Regions from separate parts of the Mus musculus genome. Here region 2 is linked to region 1. The links are chromatin contacts, called in public promoter capture Hi-C maps. All regions are on one chromosome and are shown on one strand. The core of a region is the stretch at or near the end of the contact, and the rest is flanking DNA. Distances in the headings are between cores, read along the strand shown. Region 1 holds the start of Tsc22d3 (TSC22 domain family, member 3). Region 2 holds the start of Tmem164 (transmembrane protein 164).

Region 1 (6,926 bases), core at 1,846-4,345:
CAGTTTCCAGAAAATCTGAAACACACTCCAACACAGAGGCTACATGGAAATGGATTCATCCACTCTCCTGCCATTCTGAGGTCTTGACGTGCTCAAAGTGATAATCCTAAACTAAGTTTTCTGGGGTTGCTTTGCATCAGAATGGAGGGCCATAATCTAGAGTAGATGGGCTCCTCCCTACCTTGAGTCTCACAGGCTTCTGACCTTTTTCCCCATCCCTCTCCCCTGATCAACCCCCATCTGAAGCCTGATTTGTGAACGACTGACTAGTCAATTGCCAGTGCCACTGAGTAACTTGAAGTTACTTCCAGTCCTTCTAGTTTCAGTCCCACTGAGTTGGGTGGAACTCAAATTCCAAGAGAAGCCCATGGCAGAACTGTCTGAAGGACTACAGAAAATGTAGGGTGCACGTACAGTTACTTTCAACCCATATGGAGTCATCCCATTTTGTGGGCCCCGGGGTTTGCAAGCCTTTCCAGGCTCCATTCAAAAAACACACTTACAGATGCTAGAATGCTGTGAGCTCTGGTAGGCTCTAGCTAGCTAAGAGGTCTCCTATTCATGACAGCCTAGGAGCCCCCCCACCCCCATGTCCCCTGGGAATTTGCTGGTGTGTCTCCCCCCCACACCCCACCCCACACCCTGTCAGAGGAAAAGATCCCGTAGGGCCACTTTCGAGGTCCTTCTGGCCAGCCACCCACCTGTGGAAGAAAAGTAGAATGGAGAGCATGGTCTGGTCTATGTTGCGGTTGCAGATGCCCTCATTGATCAGGTAGCAGGGGTCGCGCACCACGGGCTCCATGGAATCCTGGCGCATTATGTTGTTCAGCTTGTCAGTGTTGAGGTTCTCGAAGACGAGCTTCTCCTGCAGCTGCCGAAAGTTGCTCACGAAGGGGCTGCCCGGGCTCTCCCCGCTCTTCTCCTTCTGGAGCTCGCAGCGGTTGGCCAGGTCGAGGCAGCAGTTGCAGCAGTCGAGGCCAACAGGTGAGCGGCACTCGGTCTTGGGCTGGGCCATCTTCTCCGGCTTGGAGGCAGCGGCGGCGGCGGCCTGCTCAGGGAGGTCGGGGGCGGCCGGCAGGTGCGCACCTGCGGAGCTAGCCTTTTGGGACTCCAGGGTGCCCGGAAAAACAAGCTGCGGGCAAAGTTGGAGAAATTAGCGCCTTAAAAAAAAAAAAAAAAGAAAAGAAAAAAGAAAAGAAAAAAAAAAAGAAAAAGAAAAAAAAAAAGCCGTGCCCGCCGCGGGTCGGCTCGGGCCCCCTTCTGGTTGGAGCGCTCGGGGTGCGAATAGAAACAGCTGGACAAACAGCTCCCAGCGGCTCCTGCGGGCTCACTTCCTCCTCCTCCTCCTCCCCCTGCTCCGGCAGCCGCGGCGGCCCCCCTCTTCCCCGTCCCCTCCCCCGGAGGATCCCCGTGCGTCCCCCCCCCACGCCCCCCCCCCACCCCGAACGCACTCCCAACTTTCCCAAGTGCGCGCGTGGCTCCGGCCGGACCTGCGTGCGAGGCGGCAGGAAGGGCGGGCGGGCGGCCAGGGAGCGAGAGAGCGAGAGAGAGCCGCAGCGCGCGCGCCCTTCGGCGGCGGCAGCCCCGCTTCTCCCGGCTCGCGGGGTTCCGCGGCTCGAGCGGTGGCGGCGCCGGCGGCCGCGGCCGGTGGCCCAAGGGCGAGCGTGTGAGCTAGCCGCGAGCTCAGGAGTCCGCGCCGGGGCCGTGACAGCATGTAAATGAGCCCCGAGGGGCAGGCGGAGGACGCGCTGCCGCCGCCGCCGCCGCCGCCGCCGCCTCTGCCACTCGCCGCCGCCTCCCCGGCCGGAGCTTGAGGGGGCCCCCTGGCGCGCGGAGTTCTCCTCCCTCCGCTCCCCACACCGCCCGCCCGCCCGCCGGCCGCTCACTCGCACGCCCGTGCTCCTGAGGAGCCCGCCTCAAGCGGCTCCCCCGCGACGCGCGCCTCAGCAGCGCTGGGTGGCTTTGGCGCTCACCGCCTGAATGGCCGGGACGTCCAGCAGCGCGCGCCTCCCGCTGTCGTCTGGTGTCCCCCGCGGAGCCGCTCGCTCCTCTCCTGTCCGGCCCTGGCCGGCCGGCGGCAGTTATCTGTCCGCCCGTCTCCCCGCCCCCACCGCGCCTGAGACTCACGCAGCGCCCCCGCCCCCTCACCGCACGGGGTCTCGAGGGCTCTCCCGAGTGGGCCAAAGGTCGCCGCCGGGGCCGCTGCCGCCACCGCCACCGCTCGCTGAGGGGGGTGTCCCCCGGAGCGCCGGCGTTCGCGGCCCTGTCGAGAGCCACCGAGTCAGCGGGCGGCCGTCCGAGAGCGGCCCTTTAAACCGCCGCCCGCCCGCCCCGCCATGCAGCCCGGCTTTTCTTTTTTTTTTTTTTTCCTTTTTTTTCTTTTTCTTTTTGGGAAGCGCCAAGAGACCCAAGTGTCGAGGCCTCGGCGGTGGCTGTGGCGGCGGCGGCGCCACCCCCCAGAAAGTGCCAGAAAACACAAGCACCTGAGAAATGCCCCAACTCCAAACTCCCAAGAACCGAGTCCCCAGCGGCCCGAGCCCGCTCCTCCTCACTTGTCACCTCCGCCCCCTCCTCTTGAGCTCTGTTTCGCTCCCCACCCCGGGTCTCAGCCCCGAGTCCCCTTCGACGCCATCACTCCCGGTCCCCCGCTGTCCGCGCTGCGGGCTCCCCCGGGCCTTGCCTCTCCTCCCTCGCCGCGCGTCTCCCGCTCTTCCCGCTATTTTGGGCACCGGGCGTCTTTTTCTAAGTTTCTTCCCATGTTGGGCCGGGTCACTCCTTACTTTCCCCCACCTTGTCCCCTTCCCGTGTGTCGCCGCGCCCCTCCATTTCTGGCCGGCCCTCGCCTCCATTTCTCCGTTCGCGCCTTGACCCCCTCCCCTCTTATTTCCCTCCTTGATTTCTCTCCCCGCACCTCACCTTAGCGCCCCTCTTTCTCCTCACTCAGCTTGGCTGCTCTCTCCATGCGCCCCGACCCCAGAAAGCTGTCCCCTCGCGTCCCAAAGCCCCCTACCTGCCACTTCAGGTAAACCGGCTCCGTCGACCCCTCGAGAGACTTGCCCAGCAGCCCGCACGCACGCAGAGTGAGAAGGGGAGTGATGCGTCTGTCCCGTAATGGCGGCGGAGGGATCTGGGAGAATAAACCCGGGGCGGAGGTATAGTGAAAGGGCACATATAGGGGCCAGCCTGGTGCCCTGGGGTGATGCCCCTGCTGTCTGAGCTGCGGGGACGCGCAAGGTGACCATGTAAGACAGCTTTTTTAGAATGTCTCAGAACTTAGAACATGTCGAATGCGGAGCATTTGAGCAGTTTTTGAGTCTTGGACAAATGAAAACCCGTTCACAATATTCAGGGGGTTTTTATATAAAACCCAAATAAATTTCTATTTATTCCTACTCCTTTACAACCCCCCTCCGCCCCCTTCATTTGCTTCATTCAAGAACCCAGGGCATTTGAAATACAGCAGTATATGCTGCCATCTTCTGCCCAAAACCTGAACTATTTTCTGTTCCCGTGTAAGGTTCCGCCGCTCAGCGGGACACTACAGGTGCCTCCTGGTGGAAGAATCCACTGGGACTCCAAGCCGGGGCAAGAGTTGCTCAGTTTTAAGAAAGCTGAAGTTCCAGTTGCCTGAACCCTGATAAATGTGACTTAAATACGTTTGAAATTTCCTAGACTACTGTGGCAGAGCGCACCCCAAGATCCCAGCTACTCGCAAAGCGGAAGCAGGCTTGTTTGTGTCAGGCCAGGCTGAACTAAACAGTGAGATTGTCTCAAAAAACACAAGCCACATAAAACGAGCCTTCAAGCCACCCCTGAAATTAATTAGGAGCAAAGTGCAGCCAACTAATTCCTGTTTCCCACTCTTTGCAACTGTTACATGAGGCCCAAAATATGGGTAACTGGGGAAGGCAGTACTCTGTGCTATAGTGGCTAGAGACCCCAAATCGTGCTGTATCTCCAGTTCCTGAGAGGATCCCAAGGCCCAGGATGAAAGAGGATTGTGGCTATTGCGTAAAGCACTATACCCGAGTATATATACATCCCCATAGACTATGAAACTTCTATTTTTTTCTCTTAAAAGCCCATCACGTCATTTTTCTTGTATTTCCTTCTTCTTTTTTTTTAAATGTTCTTGGATAAAAGCCAGAGGAGGTAGTAGAATATAAAATTTCATCTGCATTGTGTAGATTTATAGCCTTCTGAATTGTTTTTTAATTACAGTGTTTATTATTTTCCTTCTTGTTTATAATTATTTTATGTTAACTCTTATAATAAAATATATTAGTTCCATAAATGTTTATTTGCGTTTTGGGAACAGCTAGACCTTTTGCTTCTATGTTTGCCTGAGCCCTCTTATCTTTGTGTAACCTTGGGATGAGGCCCTGGTGGAAGTATTTTCTTCTTGACATTTGGCACCATTAAATTCAAGATTTTTGTCCCCTTGACATTTCCCTGTTGTGTAGTCCTTGCTCTCAAGAAGTATTGTTAATAATTCGGGACAGATTTGCCCAACATATCAAGACTGATCAAGAGCAAATAAAGTTGGGACACAGAAAAATCTAAATAGTACAGAGATAGAGTTCAGAGAGCCGCCATTTCTGTGCATACAAGTCCAGCCTGTGTTGACAGACTGCATACCTCGTGAGGGAAGGCTGACTGGACAGGGCCTCCTGGGCTCTCCTCTGTGAAGCCTTGCTTTACTGTCATACACTGTAGTGGATGGAGAGATTCCAAGCAAATGGTCTTGCATAGATTCAGAATGCAGGGGCCTGGGGCACTAGCAGACAAAGATGGTGGCTTTTTGGGTGGGGCAAAAAAGAAACACATCTACTTCTTAGAGTAATTCAACAGCCATTTACTGTACACGTGTTCTGTGCCAGGTCCAGCGTTAATGGAAATTCAGAGAAAAATAAGATACACTCCAAAGCTGCTGCCACGAACTCCTAATCTAGCTGGGAAAAGAGACATACAGACAAACAACATACTCCACGTCAAGCTGAGCCTGAAACCCCAGGGTTTTGGGAGACTAAGGCAGGAGGATCACAGGTACATGAGTCATTCTCTCTGTCGTATGACTGCACAGGCATGTGTGTTAAGGGTTGAGGATAGAGTTCAATGGTGGAGTACGTGGCTAACATGAAAAAAGCTCTAGGTCCAATTGAGCACCTTTAAAAAGTCCAAGAAATAAAACCCAAGCTTACCACTACAAGTGGTAAGAGGTAGACACTTACTGATTTGTGGGCAGGCAAAAGTATGTGCTAGAGAAGGTGGAGGAGGCTTTACTTGGGAATGGAAGGACAGTCCACACATTCTCCTTGCTTGGATTACAGTATGGATACATCTTTTTTGAAGGCATTTTTATTAGATATTTTCTTCATTTACATTTCAAATGCTATCCCTAAAGCTCCCTATATCCTCCCCACCCCCACCCTCCACCCCCGACCTGCTTCCCAACTCACCCACTCCTGCTTCCTGGCCCTGGCATTCCCCTGCACTGGGCATATGAGCCTGGCAAACACAGAAGTGGATGCCCACAGTCAGCTATTGGATGGAACACAGGGCCCCCAATGGAGAAGCTAGAGAAAGCACCCAAGGAGCTAAAGGTGTCTGCAACCCTATAGGAGGAACAACAGTATGAACTAATCAGTACCCCACCCCCCAGCTGTGTCTCTAGTATAGATACATCTTAATGAATCCACCATGAACTGAAAATATCATAAGTTAAAAAAAATGAAATTTTCTACGTAGTTCACTGAGCACCAGAGTTTAGCAACACAGGAGTCCATATGACCCTCCTAGTCATATGTGTCCTAGTCATATGTGTCCTAGTCATATGGCTTACTGGGAGCTGCCCATCATGCAAATCCTAAATGTGAAGTAGAGTTTCTACCGAATACATATTGACTTTTGCACCATCATAAAACACAAAATCCGTAAGTAGAATCCTTAAAGCCCAGGGACCAGTGGAGTGAGGTCTATGTATGAAAATAGTATGTTGGGATCCTGTGTGAATTTCAAACGAGTTTTGTGTTACTGGAGGATAAAATATGAGAGATAAAAATCGAGAGTTGGAAGAGATTTAGAACCCACATCTTAGGGGGCCCAGTGTAAAAAAAACATTAAAGAAAAATTTGTCCTGAGCCTAGTGTGGTGCCTTACATCTGCAATCCCACACTCAAAGTGACTTTGGACTATATAAGAGACCCTGGCTAAAATCAGCGAACCACAAATCTATCTGTCTCACAAATCTACCTTGCTTTAGATAACCATTAAGAAAAGGATAAATATCATTTATTGGATACTAACTATGAGCACAAATGCACACATCTATATGTATGTGCATACACTATTATTTAATTTCTCACAATAGTACTATGAAATAGGTATGATTTAGGTGATGATGCAAACTTGGATAAATTAAATATGCTCTCAGGTTACACAAAGAATCCCTGATGGAGTCAGGGTTTGAACTTAAACAATTTTCTAACTTTAGAGCTTATATTCTTATCCATTAGGTGACTTTTTAAATGAAGGCTTGTCAAATATTTACAAAGTTACAACATCTGTTTTAAGAAGATTGTACAGAGGCATATATGCATCCAATGACTTACTGCCTAATATGTTGAAAGGCTGCATTTATACTGTGGGGCACCAAGAAGGAAATTGGTGACCTTAGTATAACATTATTATAGCTGGAATTTCGAAGGACCATCATGAGCCATGTTTGTGGGTTTGTTTTGTTTTGTTTTGTTTTTTCGACACAGGGTTTCTCTGTATAGCCTAGCTGTCCTGGAACTCACTTTGTAGACGAGGCTGGCCTCAAACTCAGAAATCCGCCTGCCTCTGCCTCCAGAGTGCTGGGATTAAAGGCATGCACCACCACGCCTGGCTTATGAGCCATGTATTAAGCTAAGTGCTTTATATAG
Region 2 (6,926 bases), core at 3,270-5,769, 2.1 Mb after region 1:
TGGGGTCAAGTGGCGTCTGATGGGGGTGGCACCAACTACAGCAACAACCTGGAACCTCAGCTTGTCTATTAGGTACAGAACAGGGAGGAAGAGTTAGGTAGACTCAGCAGGAGACGTCTCTAAGTGAGCAGTCTCCTGCTGTCAACAACAAGCAGGAAGAAGCTGCAGGGCTTTTCGTTTTTTTTTTTTTTTTTTTTTTTGCACCTATTAGCCAATCATTAGTCCACACTTGTATCTGGACCAGAGGAGGGCTTTGCCATTTGCATGGGTCTGAAGGATTGGGTCCCTGACAAGTCAATATACTCTCACTTAGGACTTTATTTGGTCTTTACACATTCAGTCATGGCTGCCTTGGCTCCCCACATCCCAGATTTTCAATTTTGTCTTGTTTTGAGACAGGATCTTGCTATAGAGCCCCGGCTACCCTGGGACAGGCTATGCTATACAATTTGACCTCAACCCCCTGATGATACTGCCTCAGTCGCCTGCTTTTTAGGAAGATGGGCATCACCGCATGCAGCTCTAACCTGTGTAGCTCATTCATACAGGCACGGTTTGCTTTTTGTCTGCTTGGCTTTATAGCCCTCCTCAAACCAAGTAGTATTGTTTAACCTTGTTCATAGGTGCTCCGTAGGGAGGAGCTTAAGCTCCTTCAGGGCAAGAATTGCTCCCAGGTCTAGAACATTCTTCTGCACATTACAGAGGCTCCCCGACTGTAGAGAATGAAGGCTGCTGTTGAATGAATGGGAGGGGGAGAAACAGAAAGCAGACAGACCCAGACAAAGGCTTCTTCAGTCTCCCCCATACACATGCAGTTTATTATTCCTGATAGTACTTCACAGAACTTCAGAATTGTACATTGTTTTTTTGCTTGCATTTGACATGCGGGTTTGGTGTGCGTCTTTTCCTAAGGTAGACATGGGCAAATATCTCTTCATCTCAGGTAAGGCATTAATGATAGACTAAAAAAAAAAATCATTCCCCCAAAGTCTAGTTTAGTGAACTAGGGAGTTTATCTGGGCCTACTTACAGGCCCATGAATGACTCAAAAGCAGCTGCATCAGTGAAAAGCCCACCCCAGCAAAAACCTCCCCAAGAAGCCAGGTAGACAGACTTGCATGTCTTTAAGGCCAGCATTCGGGAGGCAAAATCAGGTAGATCTGTGCATTCCAGGCCAACTTGATCTATGAACCCAAGTTCCAGGACAGCCTGGGCTACATAAGTAGATCCTGTCTCACAAAAACAAACAAACAAACAAAAAACCACCACCAACAACAAAACAAGACACAGGAAAACCCTTCCCCCAATACCAGCTCCTTCCATCCTTGCTCTCCTCTTACTCACTTTATCACCCTTAAGGAGGTGGTCCCTAAACCACCAATGCCCCATATCACAGTCTTCCCTTCACAGCCTACTCCTGCCTCCCACCTCCTGCCGGCTTCCTTTTATCTCACCCTCTACCCTGCTGCACCCATGCCCCCCCCCCCCAGGGGCCCCAGAGCAGCCTCTCTTGCAACTGCTCTGAACTGCTCAAACTGCTAGTCCACACCAGGTTCCCTTTTCACTATGGGGCACTAGGACTTCCCTAAGAGCCAGTGAGATGGATAATCAGGTAAAGGCACTTTGCTGCCAAGCCTGAAGATTTGACTTGGACTCCCGGGACCTACACGGTGAGAGGAGAGAACTGACTCTTGTCCTCGGACTTCCAAACACATGACATGGTACTTGAGTGTCCCGTGCTCTCACATAATGAATGAATGAATGAATGAATGAATAAATAAATAAAATAATTTAAAAATGCTGCACTTAAAAAGCATTTTTGTTGTTGTTCTTAAAATTCGACCCATCATTTGTTTAATTTCTTCCTTGCCTCTTTACCTATAGGGGCAACACTTTCTTTGTGTTTCTTTGGTGTTTACTATGTGTCACTCTGTTAGGCACCGAGGGGTATGTTTGTGTAGAAAACATTAAGACCCTCCCATGCGGTCGGTGGAAGAGCTGGGTGTGGGAGGCAGGACTCACAGAGAGAACAATGGAAGGCAGTATGTGATTCAGAAGAAAATGAGAAGTGCACGCAACAAATGCTATACAAGTTTGGAGGAGGGAGAGCCCGCTGGAGGCTGGGTGGGGGATTGAGAAGAGTGATTTTTCCGTGGGTTTTGGAAGGTGGCTTGTTTCTGTAGATGTGGGGGAGGGCACCGAATTGGAGTGTATCACTTAAAGGCACATGCAAATGCTTGCTTGGATTCTTTTTTTGTTTGTTTGTTTGGTTGGTTTTTTTGAGACAGGGTTTCTCTGTGTAGCCCTGGCTGTCCTGGAACTCACTCTATAGACCAGGCTGGCCTCAAACTCAGAAATCTGCCTGCCTCTGCCTCCCAAGTGCTGGGATTAAAGGCGTGGGCCACCACCAATTAAAGGCACTTGCTTGGATTCTTAACAACAGGTAGTATTTAGTGGATACGCTCCACGTGACAGACAGGAAATAATGTTTTACAGAAGTCAACTCATTTGAACGAGCAAAACCCTATGAGCTATATTGTCATCCTTCTTCAAAGATAAGGAACTTGAGGCCTCCAGATGCTACATTCCTGTGCTCGGAGCCCCCTCACTTTGTTCTTTGGTCATACAGCCGAGATTCAGAAAAAACAAAACAAAACAAAACCCCAAAAAACCAACAACAACAACAACAACAAAACCGCCTAAGGAGGGCCAAGTGAGTGCCTCTGAACTGATCTTGTTCCTGGCCATTCTTTATTAGTTAGCCTCTTGAAAAACATCCTGCCTTTGGTGGATGCTTCAAAAAGCTTAAAGTCAGACAAGCTTGCCTGGCTGTATTTGTTAGGTTGCAAAGGATGGGAAGGTATCGGCCTGATAATCCAGGAGACTGTAGTTTACATCTTAAGACTGGCTTACAGTCGACATCAGAAAGTGTTTCCTAAGCAAGGTACCTAACTGTGGTTTTTCTGGATATTCTTCTAACGTATGCGAGTCTGCAATAAATATTAAACCAATATGAGGTACATTCTGAGTAGTTCTTTCCTTAATTACCGGCCCTTAGAGGAGCCAGCCCAGCCACGAGGTAGAGAGCGTCAGAGAAGAGGGGGCCCCCTGGACCCAGCTAGCGCTCACTTTTCCTGGCTGTTCTTTCCAAGGTGGGGTTAGGAAGCAGCTGCGCTCTCTCTGTCTCTCGCTCTCTGTGTCTCTCTGTCTCTGTCTCTGTCTCTCTCTGCGGGTGGGGGACGGGGGTGGGGAGGGAAAGAGGTCAGGAGAATCTTCTTTTCCTCCACCAAGTCTATCACTGAAGGTTCGCTGTGGTCGGAAGGGGGCGGAGAGGAAGAAGGACGGCAGGAGGGAAGGAGGGAGAGAGCCAGCAAGGTTTGTGTAGGGTGGGGGGAGGGGGGAGAGAGAGAAAAGCATCAGAGCTGGGTTAGAAGGAGTCCGAGGAGAAATCCTCAAATTTAGGCACTCAAGAAGAAAGTGAGGCTGTGACAAGAAGGTGAGCAATACTTTTATGGTCTTTTTTTTTTTTTTTTTTTGAATCTCCCATTTCAAGGCCGAAGGGAGGAAGCAGGAAGTCCATACTCAGCACACTCCCCAAGCTAAAGCCTGTCCATCAGTTTCACAGCCTTACTCCTAGAAGTTAGCGAGGACCGGCTGAGTGCCCAGTATGTGGTCAGGTATGCAAAGTAGTGGCCCGAGAACCAGGTCAACGGAGGAGTTAGTCCGCCAGGCTTAGGTGGGGAGGTGAATTCAGTCACAGTGGCGAAAGAGCAAAACTGTGCGCGAGTGCACGCTTGGAGTGCAGAAGACCAGGCTGGAGAAGGAGGAGGAAAGAGGCGGGGATGGGGCCTCCGAGGGTAGCAGGGTGGGGGCGGGGGTGGGGTGGGGTGGGGTGGGGAGCAGAGAGGAAGCAGGGCAGGAGGTGGGAAGCGAGGACGAAGTGGGTAGGCTGTGGAGGGAAGGCTGCGAGGCGGGGCAGTGGTGGCTTGAAGACGTGTGTATGTGTGTGTGTGTGTGTGTGTATGTGTGTGTGTAGGGAGGGAGTGAAGTGGATCGGAGGAGTGTGTGTGTGTGTGTGTGTGTGTAGGGAGGGGGTGAAGTGGACGGGAGGAGGGCCGAAGGTGGAGGGAGTTGGCGACGAGGGGGTGGAGAGAGGGAGGGGAAACCGGAGGAAGCGAGCGGCGGCTGCCGGGGGAGGAAGGCAAGGAGGAGGAGCCGGAGCGGCGGCGGTGGCGGCTGCTGCTGCTGCTGCGGCCGCCTGGGGAGCCCAGCCGAGTGCCGCCTGGGGCTGCGGGGAGTGAGGGGAGACGGAGAGTTCGGTGGAGCCCGGGCAGCGGAGCCGAGCAGCGGGTGAGTGGAGCCCCAGGGGGACTCGGCGGCCAGTCCTCGGGGGGCCGGACGAGGAGGAGCGGGAAGATGGAGCGGTGGCGGCGGGGCGGAGGGTGGCGGCCCCATGGCCCGGCCCCTGGCTGGCCCCGCGTCCCCGCCCTCCCTCTCGGCTTCCTCCCGCCGCCCGCCTGCGCCTGGGGGGCTGGTCCGGAGCAGGCGGAGGGCTGAGGGTGGCGCTGGCCCGGAGGGCGGGCGTGAGGGGCCAGGGGGGGTGGAGCTGGGGGTTCGGGGGTGTACCCAGGGGCGGGAGGCTGGACCGGGACTGCTCTAAATTGGCTGGAGAGGGGGCCCCGTCGGCGGCGAAGTTGCTAGCTGGGGGCAGAGACGGCCACGCGGTTGCAGGAGTAAGACCCCCCCCCCCTCTCGTGGAGTGGCTGAGACGAGGAGTCCGGCGTCCCTGCCCTCCCCGTCGCCCTCCCCGCCTGCCCAGCCCTGCTAGCTTCTCTCCTAGCCTCCGCGTGTCCCCTCTCTCTCTCACCCCCTTCTGCCTCCCGCTTGGCTCCCTCGGCAGTGCCTAGTGCCGGGCCCCCTAGGTCCCAGTCCTGACCCTCTTGGCCTCCAACTTGCCTTCACCCGTGCTTGCTTGGCCACCACTCCCGTTCCCCTTTTCTTCCCTCACTAGTTACCCCTCCCCGCTTCGTTAATTCCCGTGCAATTGCCTCTTTGAGACCTTTTTTTCCTCTCCTTCCTTTTAGATTGGCCAACGGCTCCTTTCAACCCTGCCTCGTTGGTGGCCACTGGAGAAGCGCGGGGGGCTCCCCAGACAGCCGTGGGGACAAGTTAGAGCCAGCACTTTATCCCGGGCCTCGCGTGTAGCTTTCCCTCCCCTGTTCTAGGTGCCCCAGTGTCCAGAGGGGGGTGCGGGTGTGCCCTCCTTACATGTTCCACCGCCCGGGCAACCCTTCGGTCTCGTGTTCCATCTCGCTCTTGCTTCCTGTACCGTAGTCAAGTGGAGCCACTTTGCATCATGTCCCGGTATAGCTACCAAAGTCTCCTGGACTGGCTCTATGGGGGCGTCGACCCCAGTTTTGCAGGCAATGGGGGCCCCGACTGTGCTGCCTTCCTGTCTTGGCAGCAGCGGCTGCTGGAAAGTGTGGTGGTCCTGACCCTGGCCCTGTTGGAGATCCTGGTGGCCCTGCGGCACATCCTGAGGCAGAAGGAGGACGGTAGGGGTGGCCGTAGCAGCCAGCCACAGCAGGTGACCCAGCGGCCAGAGGAAGGCAAGGAGAGCCTGAGCAAGAATCTGCTCTTAGTAGCCCTGTGCCTGATCTTCGGGGTGGAGGTGGGCTTTAAGTTCGCCACCAAGACCGTCATCTACCTGCTCAACCCTTGTCACCTGGTCACCATGATGCATGTGAGTCTGTTGACTTTTTCCTGGGCAGCCTAAGTGATAAGAGTCATTAGCGTGCTCAGGACACTGGTGTGTAGAGCACTTCGTTCCCGTGGGAAGTGGGACCCTTACAAATGCTTTTCCAACCAGCATCCGCTTTTGTGCTAGTAAACTTCAGCATTGCACAACAGGTCAGCCCCACAGTGGAGGTGAACCCTAGAAATGACTTGCACTTGGAGCCCCATGCCCCTCCCATCTCAGCTCTGCTGGGGCCTGGCCTTTTCACCAGCAGGAAGTCCAGCCCCAGCTAGGTGACCATTCAGGATCACATCTGTGGCGCATGGCCAGCACTCCTGCCTTTTGTAGTAGTTTCCCAAGGGGCCTGGTGACAGGCTTTCCTGGAGGTGGTGGTCACACAAGCTTCTTTGTCTCCACTGTGGTACATTGGGGGGAATAGTTTTAGGGGTTTCTCTTAATGACTCTTTCATTTCAGGGTGTCTGCTCTCGGGGTGAGGTCAGCTTTTAGGTTGTAAGATACTTGAGCAACCTAATTTCCTCACAGGCTGGAGATCGCGATCCCGTGTGAGAGGGGTTTTCCTTTTTTCAAACTTCTCCATCTTACCACTTGAAGTCTCCGTCCTATGCTCCAAGGGTGTTCAAGAAAGCTGACTTCTTTTGCTTCCCTGACCTCTTACCCATTAAGCTATGCTAAGACAAGCAAATGGGATTGATAGGGGAAGTTGCCAGCTGGGTACCAGTAATCTGTTCTTTCCTAGGCCTGCTCAGGGAAGTTCTGAGGCTCTAACTTCCTGCAGCTTGAGGAGAAAAGGAAGAAAGGGAAGGCAATCAGGACTTTTAGATTCCAGGCTGTGGAAAACTTTGCTTGTTTGACTCTGACTCGGAGTAGTTTTGAAGCCTGTCATTAGCATCTTTATTGCTTTTATATTTGTTGAAGGTTATGCTCAGGTGAATTGTGACAACCTTGCATAGGGCCAGAGAGGTTGAGATTATTATCCTCACGTTACAGGTTCTAGGATAGAAGTCACTTGCCTCAAGGGAAAAAAAAAAGGTTTAGCATCAGGGACTGACTGACCTCAAACCCACTCTCCTTTGGAGTTGCAAATCTCCAGTCCTAAACCAGGAGTGGCTGAGGGTGATGAGGCCTTCCTGTAAGATTTGGCTGTGTATTTGTAGCTCAGATATCTGC

What was found. Promoter capture Hi-C pulls out the DNA fragments that hold promoters and counts their contacts.
Region 2: a promoter capture Hi-C map of embryonic stem cells shows a contact between it and region 1. The contact joins the promoter of Tmem164 here to the promoter of Tsc22d3 in region 1. A contact is called at or near these places in 1 of 39 promoter capture datasets (embryonic stem cells), 1 of 484 Hi-C or Micro-C datasets (embryonic stem cells) and 1 of 115 datasets of contacts at active chromatin or transcription factors (embryonic stem cells).

The regions. Positions count from the first base shown.
Region 1 is chrX:140,597,427-140,604,352 of GRCm38.p6, forward strand. Tsc22d3 (TSC22 domain family, member 3) reads right to left here and starts at 3,096. Exons shown (of 4, transcript NM_001077364.1): 1 at 3,011-3,096; 2 at 702-1,132. The coding sequence starts at 1,015.
Region 2 is chrX:142,677,207-142,684,132 of GRCm38.p6, forward strand. It overlaps Tmem164 (transmembrane protein 164), which reads left to right and starts at 4,520. Exons shown (of 7, transcript NM_001199360.1): 1 at 4,520-4,733; 2 at 5,085-5,743. The coding sequence starts at 5,357.